2 separate regions of the Mus musculus genome follow, and region 1 is linked to region 2. A link is a contact called in public HiChIP or PLAC-seq data. All regions are on one chromosome and are shown on one strand. The core of a region is the stretch at or near the end of the contact, and the rest is flanking DNA. Distances in the headings are between cores, read along the strand shown. Region 1 has its middle 25 kb from the start of Pum1. Region 2 has its middle 53 kb from the start of Nkain1.

Region 1 (6,095 bases), core at 1,699-4,198, 120 kb after region 2:
GGCCACTCCCTGGGCCAAGCAAATTCCAACCATCACACCTATGGAAGAGTTAGGGAAGGATTGAAGGAGCTGAAGGGGATGGCAACCCCATAGGAAGAGCAAGAGTATCAACTAATGTGGACCCCTCAGAGCTCCCAGAGACTAAGCCACCAACCAAAGAGCATACATGGGCTGGTTTGTGACCCCCAGAACATAGGTAGCAGAGACTGTCTTCTCTGACCTCCATGGGAGAGGATACACCTAATCCTGTAGAAACTTGATGCCCCAGGAAAGGAAGATACTGGCCTGGGTGAGGTGAGAGGTGGTTGAGCACCCTCTCAGACATAAAGGGGACTGGGGACTGGGGTGAAGAACTCGAAGGGGAGGAACCGAGAAGGGGGCAACCTTTGGAATATAAATAAATAAATAAAATAATAATAATTAAAAAGTCAGGGTCTCAGCTGGCCATGTGTGCCACCACACCCGGCTAAGATTTATTTATTTATTTTATGTATATGAGTACACCATTGCTTTCTTCAGACACACCAGAAGAGGGCATCAGATCTCATTACAGATGGTTGTGAGCCACCATGTGGTTGCTGAGAATTGAGCTCAGGACCTCTGGAAGGACAGTCAGTGCTCTTAACCTTGGAGCCATCTCTCCAGCCCCTAGAAGCTTAAAAAGAAATGTATTTGGGGTGGCTGGAGAGATGTCTCCTCCGTGGTTAAGGGCACCTGTTCCTCTTCAAGAGGGCCCAAGGTCATTTCCCAGCACACGTTAGGTGGCCTGTGACTCCAGCTTGGGAGGTGGGGGTGGTCCACTGGACTCTTGTGTCGCAAGGATCCAAATGTATATGGACACCTGCAGACACGAAACAGGCACAGAAATAAAAATTTTTAGTGGAGCGGGAGAGTGTAGGTGAGTGGGAGAGCACACTCATACAGGCAAAAGGGAGAGGATAGGGCAGATGTGGGATGGGGTGGTTGGTGGAGGGGGTAACCAGGAAGTGGGATATCATTTGAGATGTAAACAAATGGAATAGGGCTGGAGAGATGGCTCAGTGATTAAGAGCACCGGCTGCTCTTCCAAAGGTCGTGAGTTCAAATCCCAGCAACCACATGGTGGCTCACAACCATCTGTAATGAGATCTGATGCCCTCTTCTGGTGTGTCTGAAGACACTGACAGTGTACTGACATATAAAAAGGAATAAAATATGTTAATAAATATATTACAAACAAACAAACAAACAAAGAACTCAGTACTAATAGGAAATGCCCTGCTCCCAATATGCTCACTGAATAATCGTCCCTGCAGAGAACTGGAGCTGCCCAGGGCATCCACACACCATGCAAGTTCCTCGTGAGAGCCACTGGACAGAATCCATTTGCTCTGTGGGAACAGAGTGTCATCGGGAGCAGGTGACAGGGTCTACCATTCCCTAATTTCGAGGTAGTTGTGGTCGGGGCATGGGAGAAGGAGCCATGCTTGCTGTGAGTGAAGACAGCTGCACAGGTCCTTTCCCATGGCCAGCAGGGATATTCTGCACGGTTATCAGGAACTCTCTGCTCCATCATGGCTCAGTCTATCGACCTCTGCAGCTGGAAAAATCAGTGATGTCATGGGGTAAGAGACTGGGACAGGTGCTCTGCCGGCCTGATCCATGCCCTGGGGGAGCCCAGATTCCACACAGGAATGCTAAACCTTCAGGCATCAAAGTTCAAGAAGATAATAGGTTTATCACAGGAGATCTTGGTGAAGTGGCACACACTATTGGGAAGGCAGGAAGAAGGCTAAAGGTTCTGGAACCATCTTGGTCCACACAGGTAAGTCCAGGCCAGCCAGGACTACATAATGAGACCACATCTCAAAAGCAAACTTGATAAGTTGATGGGTTCCTCGGGATGAAAACCCAACTATAATGTAAAAGACTAAAGTGGCCGGGCGTGATGGCTCACACCTTTTTTTTTTTTTTTTTTTTTTTTTAAAGATTTATTTATTGTTATATGTAGGTACACTGTAGCTGTCTTCAGACACACCAGAAGAGGGCATCGGAGCATCGGATATCATTGCAGATGGTTGTGAGCCACCATGTGGTTGCTGGGATTTGAACTCAGGGCCTTTGGAAGAGCAGTCAGTGCTCTTACCCGCTGAGCCATCTCACCAGCCCGATGGCTCACACCTTTAATCCCAGCACTTGGGAGGCAGAGGCAGGCGGATTTCTGAGTTCGAGGCCAGCCTGGTCTACAAAGTGAGTTCCAGGACAGCCAGGGCTACACAGAGAAACCCTGTCTCGAAAAACCAAAAAAAAAAAAAAAAAAAAAAAAAAAAGACTAAAGTGTTCCATAGAGAGGGGAAAAACAAAACAATAAAGCTAAAGTCACATGATGCAGGTTCAAAGACAGATGAAGGTTGTGGGAGCCACAGCTTAGGTAAGCGATCTACCTCAAAGAAGCCCAGTGTTTATTAATATAAACTCAGAGCTAGGCTTCTGGGCACAGGCTTGCAGTTCCAACACTCAGGAGGCTCAGGCAGGAGGCTGGGAAGTTCAAAGGCTGCATGGCCTAGACTAATCCTATGTCAAACACAAATGGAGCAGGTGAGGTGACTCAGCATTTAAAGGTGCCCTGGAAACTGATGCCTTGGAAGCCACGTGATGGAAGGAGAGAAGGGAATCGTGCAAGTTGTCCTTTGACCTACACTGTCAAGCCTGCATGTGCTCCTGTGTGTGTGCACACACACACACACCCCAGAACAAGACTAAATAAATAAATAAATAAATAATGTGATTTTTAACACAATTCCCAAAACAAGCAAATGAAAACAAATTCACCGGATGACAACTTGAGCTTCCCTGGGTATCCTCTAGAGAGGCCTTGAGTTTGATCCGAAGCATCACACACAATAACAAGAACAAGGAAAACAGAGCACAGAAGGGCTGGGCATAGTGGAATGCACCAATCACTCCAGCCACTGGGGAAGCAGATGAGTCACCTGAGGCCAGGAATCTGAGGACAGCCTGACCAGTATAGCCTGTCTCAAGGAAGCAAAACTAATCCCTGCATTCAGAAAGCAGAGGCAGGAGGATTACTGTAAGTTCAAGGCCCAGCCAGGTCTACATACTGGCTTCGACCTCTGGCCTCCTTATACTTTACATTAAACCTGCAAACACACATGTTGCACACTCATCACACCTTTTTTTTTTTTCTTTTCTTTTTGGGTTTTTTGAGACAGGGTTTCTCTGCATAGCCCTGGCTGTCCTGGAACTCACTCTGTAGACCAGGCTGGCCTCGAACTGAGAAATCTGCCTGCCTCTGCCTCCCAAGTGCTGGGATTAAAGGCATGCGCCACCATGCCCGGCCTCACACCTCTTAATAAATAAATTAATACATTAGTAAATTAAAAGTTGGGAATAGTTAGGAAAGAGGCAAAGTCCTAGCTTGTCCCCCATGTGAACTGCCAACCCCCGTAGTAGCCAAGATCCATACAGGGCATGGCAGGGTCTGCACTTAAGGCGATCCTGCGTGTGTGCGTGTGTGCGTGTGTGCGTGTGTGCGTGTGTGCGTGTGTGCGTGTGTGTGTGTGTGTGTGTGTGCACAGAGGCACTTGGCAACAGCTCAGGGGAGGGGAGAGCTACATACCTCTGCTGACAGTTTGTTCTTCCTCTGGGTTCCAAGACGCCTGTAGTATTTGGCTTTAGGAAGAGACCCATGTGTGACTGTGCTTGTCCCTTGAGGCCCCTCGTTCCCTTGGCCATTTATCACAGAGAAGGCATGGTATAGGGTGAGGCTTAGGCCTGGCTCCCTTGCAAGGGTGGCTGCATCAGAGGCCAGGACAGGAGCTAGTTTGTTCCTCTGCTGTTATGGGAAAGGACTTTATGAACCACACCTTGAGCAAAAAGTCCACCTGGCCCCACGAAGGCCCTCTAGATTTGGCAGAAAGACTCCCAAGGACCTAGCTGGGGCTCTCACTTTCCTCTGATGAGGGGAGTTTGGATGGGGTAGCTCAGAGGCCTCACACTCGGTTGGCAGATGTGAAGCCCAGATTCATCTCCAGCAAAAGTATTCACTCACCCACTGCCTAGATTAACTTCAAGAACTTGGCTGGGGGAGAAAGGCAAGGAAAGCAACTACCTGGCCTGGAACTTGCTCTGTAGACCAAGCTGGCTCTGCCTCTGGAGGGCTGGGATTAAAGGCATGTGGCCCTCTGGCCAAGATGATCTCCCACTGAATTTACGTAAAGCGGGCTGGTTTTGAACTCATAGAGATCTGACTGCCTGTGCCTCCCAAACGCTGGGATTAAAGACAAACCTATCTAGGCACATTAGTGGTGCACAGATAAACACACAGGCAAGTAAAATAAAGGTAAGTGTTTAAAACACATATGCTCATGAAGCTTGGCTCTGTGTATGTGTGTATACACGTGTGTGCACGTGTGTGTGCCTGTGTGTTTCTCATTTAGCCCAGCTTGTCCCCAGACTCTACTCGCCAGAGATGATCTTAAACTTTTGATAGTCTTTTTCTCCAACTACCAAGAGCTGTGAGTGTAGGCATGTGTCACCATACCTGGCTTATTCAGAACTGGGGATCAGCCCATGGCCTTGTGTGTGCTCCGCCAAGTACAAGACCAATTGAGCTCCATTATCTGATTCCCAAAATACTTTTCTCTCCTGTTCTACAGTGTTAGGGGTTAAACATCCCAGGACTTCACAGGTACTAAACACACACTCTACAAGGACTCTTCTGAAATGTTGCAGGGCTTTAACAGGTTTGGTTGTCGTTGTATTGTGCTGTGTCCTGTGGTGTTGTGTTGTTTTTTGTTTTTGAGACAGGGTCTTAGGTAGTCAAGCTGACCTCACACTGAACCAAGGATGACCTTGATCTTGCCAAGGCCTCCTAAATGCTGGAATTACAGGCAGCCCCACCCCCGCCCCACCTCCACCCCTGCGTACTCTATCTTTGTTCTTAATGGAGACAATGGCAATTTAATCACAAGGTGATCTTGGCCTTTGGGGCCTGTCCCAAGTCTTGCAGAGAGTTTAAGTAAGTCCGAGGGAGGGGGAAAGCCTCACCCGGCTGGAAAAGCCCAGTGGCACGGGGTGTGAGGGAGGGCAGGTTGTCCTGGAGGGGGAAGAGGACAGTCCTGATGAGGAGACTGAGACGCCTTGGGGGGCTCAGGGAGAGGTGGCAAAACATGAACTGGAGGAGAAACTGGGAGGCCCAGAGGTTGGCATGGGTACAGAGCCAGGAGCCCAGGCTGAGCTTTCTGACCTGTGTCCCCGGGGCAATGGGAAGGCAGGGAATGTTGGCTGAGGTTCTCTGGTTATATCAAAGGGCAAAATTGCAACAAACTTGGTCATAGATCAAATTGGCTTTTATTCTGCGAGTTGGTCTGAGAGTTCAGACTGGGAAAACAGTAAGTTTTGTAAGATGGGAGCAAAGAAACAAAACAATAAAAATGCTGATTAGTTTGTGCTATTTTTGGTAATGGTTAAACCTGGGAGTTCCTTATTGTGCTGACTCAAGTGGACTGGCATCTCCTGTTTTGAGGGACAAGCAGTCTGTTTTGGAAAATATCTGCTTCGTGAGAGCTTCCCTGTGATTTTGTGGCACAAGGCTTGAGTTACTCCATTTTGGTCTGGCCTAGTCTGTCAGGGCCTAGTGCAGAAGCCATTCCAAATAATGGCCTCCTGAGATTTTTTTTTTTAAAGATGTATTTTATGGTTAATTATGGGTATGTGTATGTGAGTGCAGGTGCCCTTAGAGACCAAAAACAGGAATGTCAGATCCCTTGGAGCTGGAGTTACAGGCTGCTGTGAACTGCTTGATGTGGGTACTGGGAACCTAACTCAGGTCCTCTGTAAGAGCAGTGTGTGCTCCACTGTCTCCCCACTGTGTGCTCTTAACTGATGAGCAATCTCTCCAGTTCTTGCCTATCATCTTTGTTTAAACAGCAAAAGATTTGGACCTGGTGGTGCATAATTGTAATCCCAGCTATGACAGACCTGAGGCAGGAGAATTGCAAGTTCCAGACCAGCCTGGGGGAGCTCAGCAAGACTATGTCTTAAATAAAAGTGAAAAATGGGCTGGGGATGTAGCCCAATGGGAGAATGCTTGT
Region 2 (5,731 bases), core at 1,443-3,942:
ATCAGCACTCAGCACTCAGGAGGCCAGCCTGGTCTACATATACATTGAGTTCCAGGACAGCCAGGGCTACACAGAGAAACCCTGTCTTGAAAAACCAAGAAAACAAAACAAAACAAAACAAAAAACAAAAGAGAACCAAACCCAACAAACAAACAAAAACAAAATAAAAACCAACCTTGCTGGGTATGATAACACACCCTTTTCTTTCCCTTTTTCTTTCTTTTCTTTTCCATTTATTTATCTATCTATCTATCTATCTATCTATCTATCTATCTATCTATCTATCTATCTATCTATTTATTTATTTGAGACAGGGTTTTTCTGTGTAGTTCTGGCTGTCCTGGAACTCACTCTGTAGACCAGGCTGGCCTCGAACTCAGAAATCTGCCTGCCTCTGCCTCCCAAGTGCTGGGATTAAAGGTGTGTGCCATCACTGCCCAGATTTTTTTTTTTTCTGGTGATACACACTTTTTTTTGTTTTGTTTTGTTTTTTTCTGAGACAGGGTTTCTCTGTATAGTTCTGGCTGTCCTGGAACTCACTTTGTAGATCAGGCTGGCCTCGAACTCAGAAATCTGCCTGCCTTCCGAGTGCTGGGATTAAAGGCGTGCACCACCATGCCCGGCATGATACACACTTTTAATCCCAGCATTCTGGAGGTAGGCTCTATGAGTTTAAGACCACTTTGAACTACATGCATGGTGAGTTCCAGGACAGTGAGGGTTAGAAACTCTGTCTCAATGTAAATGAGCTAAATACCTAATAAAAAATGGAAAAAAAAAAAAGAAACTCTGTCTCAAAACATGTAAAAATAAAATAAAATAAAATAAAATAAAAATCACCTTCCCTATGGTGACAGTTATTGGAGGAGTAGCTGGGGATGGAGGTGCACAGTCACTGGAAAGGGACCCCAAAGCTCCATTTTATTTATGTGGATGGGTGTTTATGTGTGTGTACAACATACGCAGAGTGCCCAGAAGGCCAGAAGAGTATATCAGATCCCCTGGAACTAGAACTAAAGACAGTGGCATGAACCACCATGTGGGCAGCTGAGAATCAAACTGCAGTCCTCTGGAAGAGCAGCCAGTGCTCTTATCCACTGAACATCTCTCCAGCCCCCAGTAATTTATTTATTTACTCTAATTTGGGGGACATTTTTCCTGTTTTTTTTTTTTTTTTTTTTTTTTTCGAGACAGGGTTTCTCTGTATAGCCCTGGCTGTCCTGGAACTCACTTTGTAGACCAGGCTGGCCTCAAACTCAGAAATCCGCCTGCCTCTGCCTACCCAGTGCTGGGATTAAAGGCGTGCACCACCACGCCCGGCTTCCTGTATTTTTATAAGGGCACGAATTATAGGAAGTTTCACTTGTAAAAATTTATAAAACTCATGATATATTTTATACATGTACACTGAGATATCACTGCACCCCACAAACAGGCATGGACAATGCATTAATTAAACTTTAAAAACAGGAATAGGGGCTGGAGAGATGGCTCAGCCTAGTAAGAGCACTGACTGATCTTCCAGAGGTCCTGAGTTCAATTCCCAGCAACCACATGGTGGCTCACAAACATCTGTAATGGGATCTGATGCCCTCTTCTGGTGTGTCTGAAGACAGCTACAGTGTACTCACATGCATAAAATAAATTAAAAAAAAAAAAAGGAACACTTACTGCTCTTGCAGAAGACCAGGGTTTGATTTTCAGCATCCACATAGTAGTTCACAAGTGTCTGTAACTTATTTTAGGGAACCTGACACCGCTTCTGGCTTCCTCCCCACCCCTGATAGAGAATGCACAAAGTGAAGAAAAACGGGGCTAGGATGTACCTCAGTGATGGGAGTCCTTACCCCAATCCATAAATCCATAAGGTATGAACCCCAACACCTCAGACATTAGAAATAAAAATGAGAAACTAAGTTACAAAGTTCCCCGGGAGGGGAAAACTCACGGAATCGTGTTCTGAGCCTGTAACATGAGTACTGGGAACCGAACTAGGCTTCTTCGCCAGAGCAGCAAGTGCTTTTAATCGCAGAGCCTTTTTTTCCCATCCAATTATGGCTCGATTGTTAAAACAGTAATTGGAAAAATCCCTTAAGGGATTATTTCAGAAGCAAACCTGAAGGTAAGGGTGTGGCTGTGTCTGAGAAATCAAAGACAGGAGGTGAGACAAGGACCGGACATAAATTGGGCAGTGAGAGAAGAAAGAGGTGGACTGAGGGACATGGTGGGGGCGTGGGGCGGGAGTTCGCTTTTTCTATGGAGATCATGTGAAGGCAGGAGCCGGCAGCCAGCACACTGGGTACCCTTCCGATCCGTACCGGGACAGAATTCTCTGCTCCCACCTGCAGCAAGAAGCAGGTGGCCCAGGCCAGGGGTCACAAGGCGATCAGTTTCCTTGCTGCATAATCCGGACTCCACAGGTAGGAGGGCTGGGCATTCTAGTGAATGTTGTCGGGAACAAAGGAAGGCCTGGCCCAGCGCCCTCACACACCTCTTACACCGAGCATGCCCGGGCGTCCCGGAACCAGCGAGAACTGGACTTCAGACCCGCCAAGCTGAAAGAAATCCTCATTTCCCCGAAAAGGAGCCGCTCCCAGTGGGAACAAAGAAGAAGCGGGGTGGGGTCTAGGTGGGGCTGAGCCAGGAGGAGCTGGAGAAGCACAGGGGGCGGGTCTAGGAGGAGCCGGTCGTGGGCGGGTCCAAAAGGCGGAGCCTAGCGAGCTAGCGAGTGCATTGGATAGTGGGGGCAGGGGCCCGTCTAGGGGCGTGGCGATGAGCAACGGATGGGCGGGGCCTATCTAGGGGCGGAACCGAGGTAGATGAGGCAGGTTTGCTTCTTTTCTAGAAGAGGAGCTAGGGTGGGGCCCCAAGAGAGGTTGAGAGAGGTTTTTGGAAGGTGGTGTTCTGTCTCAGAAGGCAGAGATGGGCGGGAGTTTTAGACCTCTGCCCTAAGGAGGCATGGACTTGGAGGGAAGAAAATTGGCGGGATGGGCAAAACCAAGGCTGGGAGCGGCAAGGTCCTCTAAGTGGGGGAAGGGCGGGAGGGAAGACCGAGCAAGCAGATGGCCTGGAGGAGTCTGGTAGCAAGCTCCGCAGCAGCCCTGCTGCCCTGCAGGCCGCACTAGGGTCCTGGGTGCCATGTAGTGTGTTTTCTTTTTTAAGAGTTGCCGCGGTCATGGTGAATCTTCACAGCAATGAAACATTTAACAGGACACTTTGTGAAGCAACTGCTATGTATACTTCCCCTCCTATAGAAAGGAAAAGAAAGCCAGGCAAATGAGTCCTAGAGTATTCAAGGTCTCATGTAGAACTATATCCTTTAAAATCTATTTTATTATTTTTAATTTTTAAGTATGTCTCTATTTGTGGGCTATGTAAGTGAGTTGAAGTGTCCACAGAGGTCAGAATCATTGGGTCTTCTGGAGCTGGAGTTACAGGCAGCTCTAACAGTGATTTGCCTGATGTGGTTCTGGGTACCAAAATCGGATCCTCTGCAAGAGCAGCCAGTGTGCTCTCAACCCGGGAGCTATCTCTCCAGCCCCGAAACTGTGTACATATGAAAATATAACAGGATTTATCCTCCCAAGAACTTTACCACCCACATCATTATGCCTGGGTTTCTTTTCCTTTCTCTACGAGGGGAAATATACATAGCAGTTGCTTCACAAAGTGTCTTGGTTAAGGTTTCATTGCTGGGAAGATTTACCATGACCACGGAATGGCATCTCTCATAAAAGGAAACCTTTACTTGTGGCTGGCTTACAGCTTAGAGGTTTAGTCCATTATTGTCATGGTGAGAAGCATGGCAGTGTGCAGGCAGACATGCTGCTGGAGGAGCCAAGCAGCAGGAGACTGTGCCCCACTGGCATACACTGAGCCTATATGACCATCTCCACAGTGACACATGCATCCTCTAACAAGGCCATACCTCCTAAGGGTGCCACTCCCTATGGCTGAGTACTCAAACACATCAATATTCTGCAGTCTGTGAAGGTCATTCCTATTCAAACCACCCTACAGGGTCACTGCGGAAGACCGAAGGACATTAGCTTGGCACTCTGAGAGTACGTGGTAACTTTTTCCCCCTTTTCTCCGTAGCAGCCCCGGCTGTCCTGAAAATTGCTCTGTAGTTGAGGCTGGCCTCGTACTCACAGAGATCTGCCTGTCTCTGCCTCTTGCCTCCCGAGTGCTCCCCACTACCTGACTCTTGACTTCTGGCAGCAGTTCTTTTCACAGCTAGGTCCCAGGGCCACTGTGGGCCTGCTCTCCGTGAATAGCACATGAAGACAGACAAAGATGTATGTAGGGTATTACATAGGATGAAGATCCCAAGTCAACAGTACCTGGGCAGGTAGGAAACGCTGCTGGGTCTCAACTGAGTATGAAATGCAGCCAGCACTTAAGGCAGGACCAGCAGGGAATCAGAAACACAGGCCCAGGCCACAGAGACAGTTTGCAATGGAACAATTGCAAAGCTTGTTGGTTCTGGCTTTGGGGACTAATGTTCCTTCTCTCTGTCTCACAGCTATGTCTCTGAGGAGTTCATGTGGTGACATGGCCATATCAGCACAGCTTTGTACAGTCCAACCAGGATTTATCCAGGGCCTAAGATCCCCAACCAAACCGTTCTTTACTTTTTATCTTCTTTTGTTTGATTGGTTGTTTTTTTGTTATTGTTTTATCAGGACAGGATTCCACTGTTTAGCCCTGGCTGTCCTGGAACTCACTGTGTAGACCAGGCTGCCCTTGAACTCACAGAGATCCCCTTATCTCTGCCTTCCGAGTGCTGGGATTAAAGGAATGTACCATGGCGCCCACTCCCAGTTTTCAGTATATATGCACATTTTTTTTTGGTTAAAAAAGATGTATTTACTCTCTTATGCATGAATGCTCTGCTTACATGCATATCTGCACCATGTGTGTTCCTGGTGCCCAAGGAGGTCAGAAGAGGGCACTGGATCCCCTGAAACTATGAGCAGCCATGTGTATGCTGGGAACCTAACTCAAGTCCTCTGCAAGACCAGCAAGTGCTCTTAACTGCTGAGCCATTGCTTCAGCCCAGATTTTTAGCATTTTTGAAGGCTGGATAACTCTCAATGATTGGGAAGACATTGCCTAAGAATTTGGAGCTGTGATGACACATGCTTATGGTCCAGGTTCAATGCTTAGACCCAGGAGTTCAAGAGAGCCTGAACAGGACAGCAAACCCTGCCAAAGGAAGGAAGGGAAGGAGGGAGAGGAAAAAAAGGAAGGAAAGAAGCAAGCAAGCAAGCAAGCAAGCAAGCAGAGAACTGGGTATAGGGGCCCACATCTTTACTTTCACCACTTGGGAAGCTGGGACAGAAGGATTCCATCTAATTCAGGGCTTAGGTGGAGGGGCTGAGAGGCTGGAATGCAGCTCCGTCAGCACAAGTCCCTGGCTTCAGTTTCCAGCACTGCATAAGGTGAGTGAGGTAGCCCAAGAGTGTAATCGCAGCACTTATGAGATAGAAGGAGGAGGATTAGAAGTTCGAGACCAGCCTAGGCTACATGATACCAAGAGACCCTGTGTCTGGGGTGTGGGGAGGTAGATCAGTGAAATGGTTCAGCCAATGAAAGTGCTTGCTTCAAAAAACACTGGTCTCCATTATGGAAGAAGAAACACACTGCCAAACGTCTTCTGGTCATGAGTGGTGATAAACCCCTCTAATCCAAGCCCATGAGAGGCAGAGGCAGGTGAATCTCTGAGTTC

Evidence for each region. HiChIP or PLAC-seq counts read pairs in DNA pulled down with a chosen protein or histone mark.
Region 1: an H3K27ac HiChIP or PLAC-seq map of embryonic stem cells shows a contact between it and region 2, with 6 times the contacts expected there. The contact joins two enhancer-like sites. A contact is called at or near these places in 6 of 15 datasets of contacts at CTCF or cohesin (CD8 T cells, the NIH/3T3 cell line, embryonic stem cells and 2 more), 21 of 484 Hi-C or Micro-C datasets (the Ba/F3 cell line, the G1E-ER4 cell line, bone marrow-derived macrophages and 7 more) and 37 of 115 datasets of contacts at active chromatin or transcription factors (the 230-238 cell line, bone marrow-derived macrophages, cardiomyocytes and 16 more).

The regions. Positions count from the first base shown.
Region 1 is chr4:130,635,308-130,641,402 of GRCm38.p6, forward strand. No RefSeq gene overlaps it. Among named protein-coding and RNA genes, the nearest start is that of Pum1, 25 kb to the right of the region's middle. Within about 2 kb of position 2,949, at least 68 of the 459 cell types and tissues checked have an H3K27ac peak or open chromatin away from gene starts, as enhancers often do. A contact at or near this core is called in embryonic stem cells, epiblast stem cells and trophoblast stem cells, where this site is marked.
Region 2 is chr4:130,517,684-130,523,414 of GRCm38.p6, forward strand. No RefSeq gene overlaps it. Among named protein-coding and RNA genes, the nearest start is that of Nkain1, 53 kb to the right of the region's middle. Within about 2 kb of position 2,693, at least 295 of the 459 cell types and tissues checked have an H3K27ac peak or open chromatin away from gene starts, as enhancers often do. A contact at or near this core is called in embryonic stem cells, epiblast stem cells and trophoblast stem cells, where this site is marked.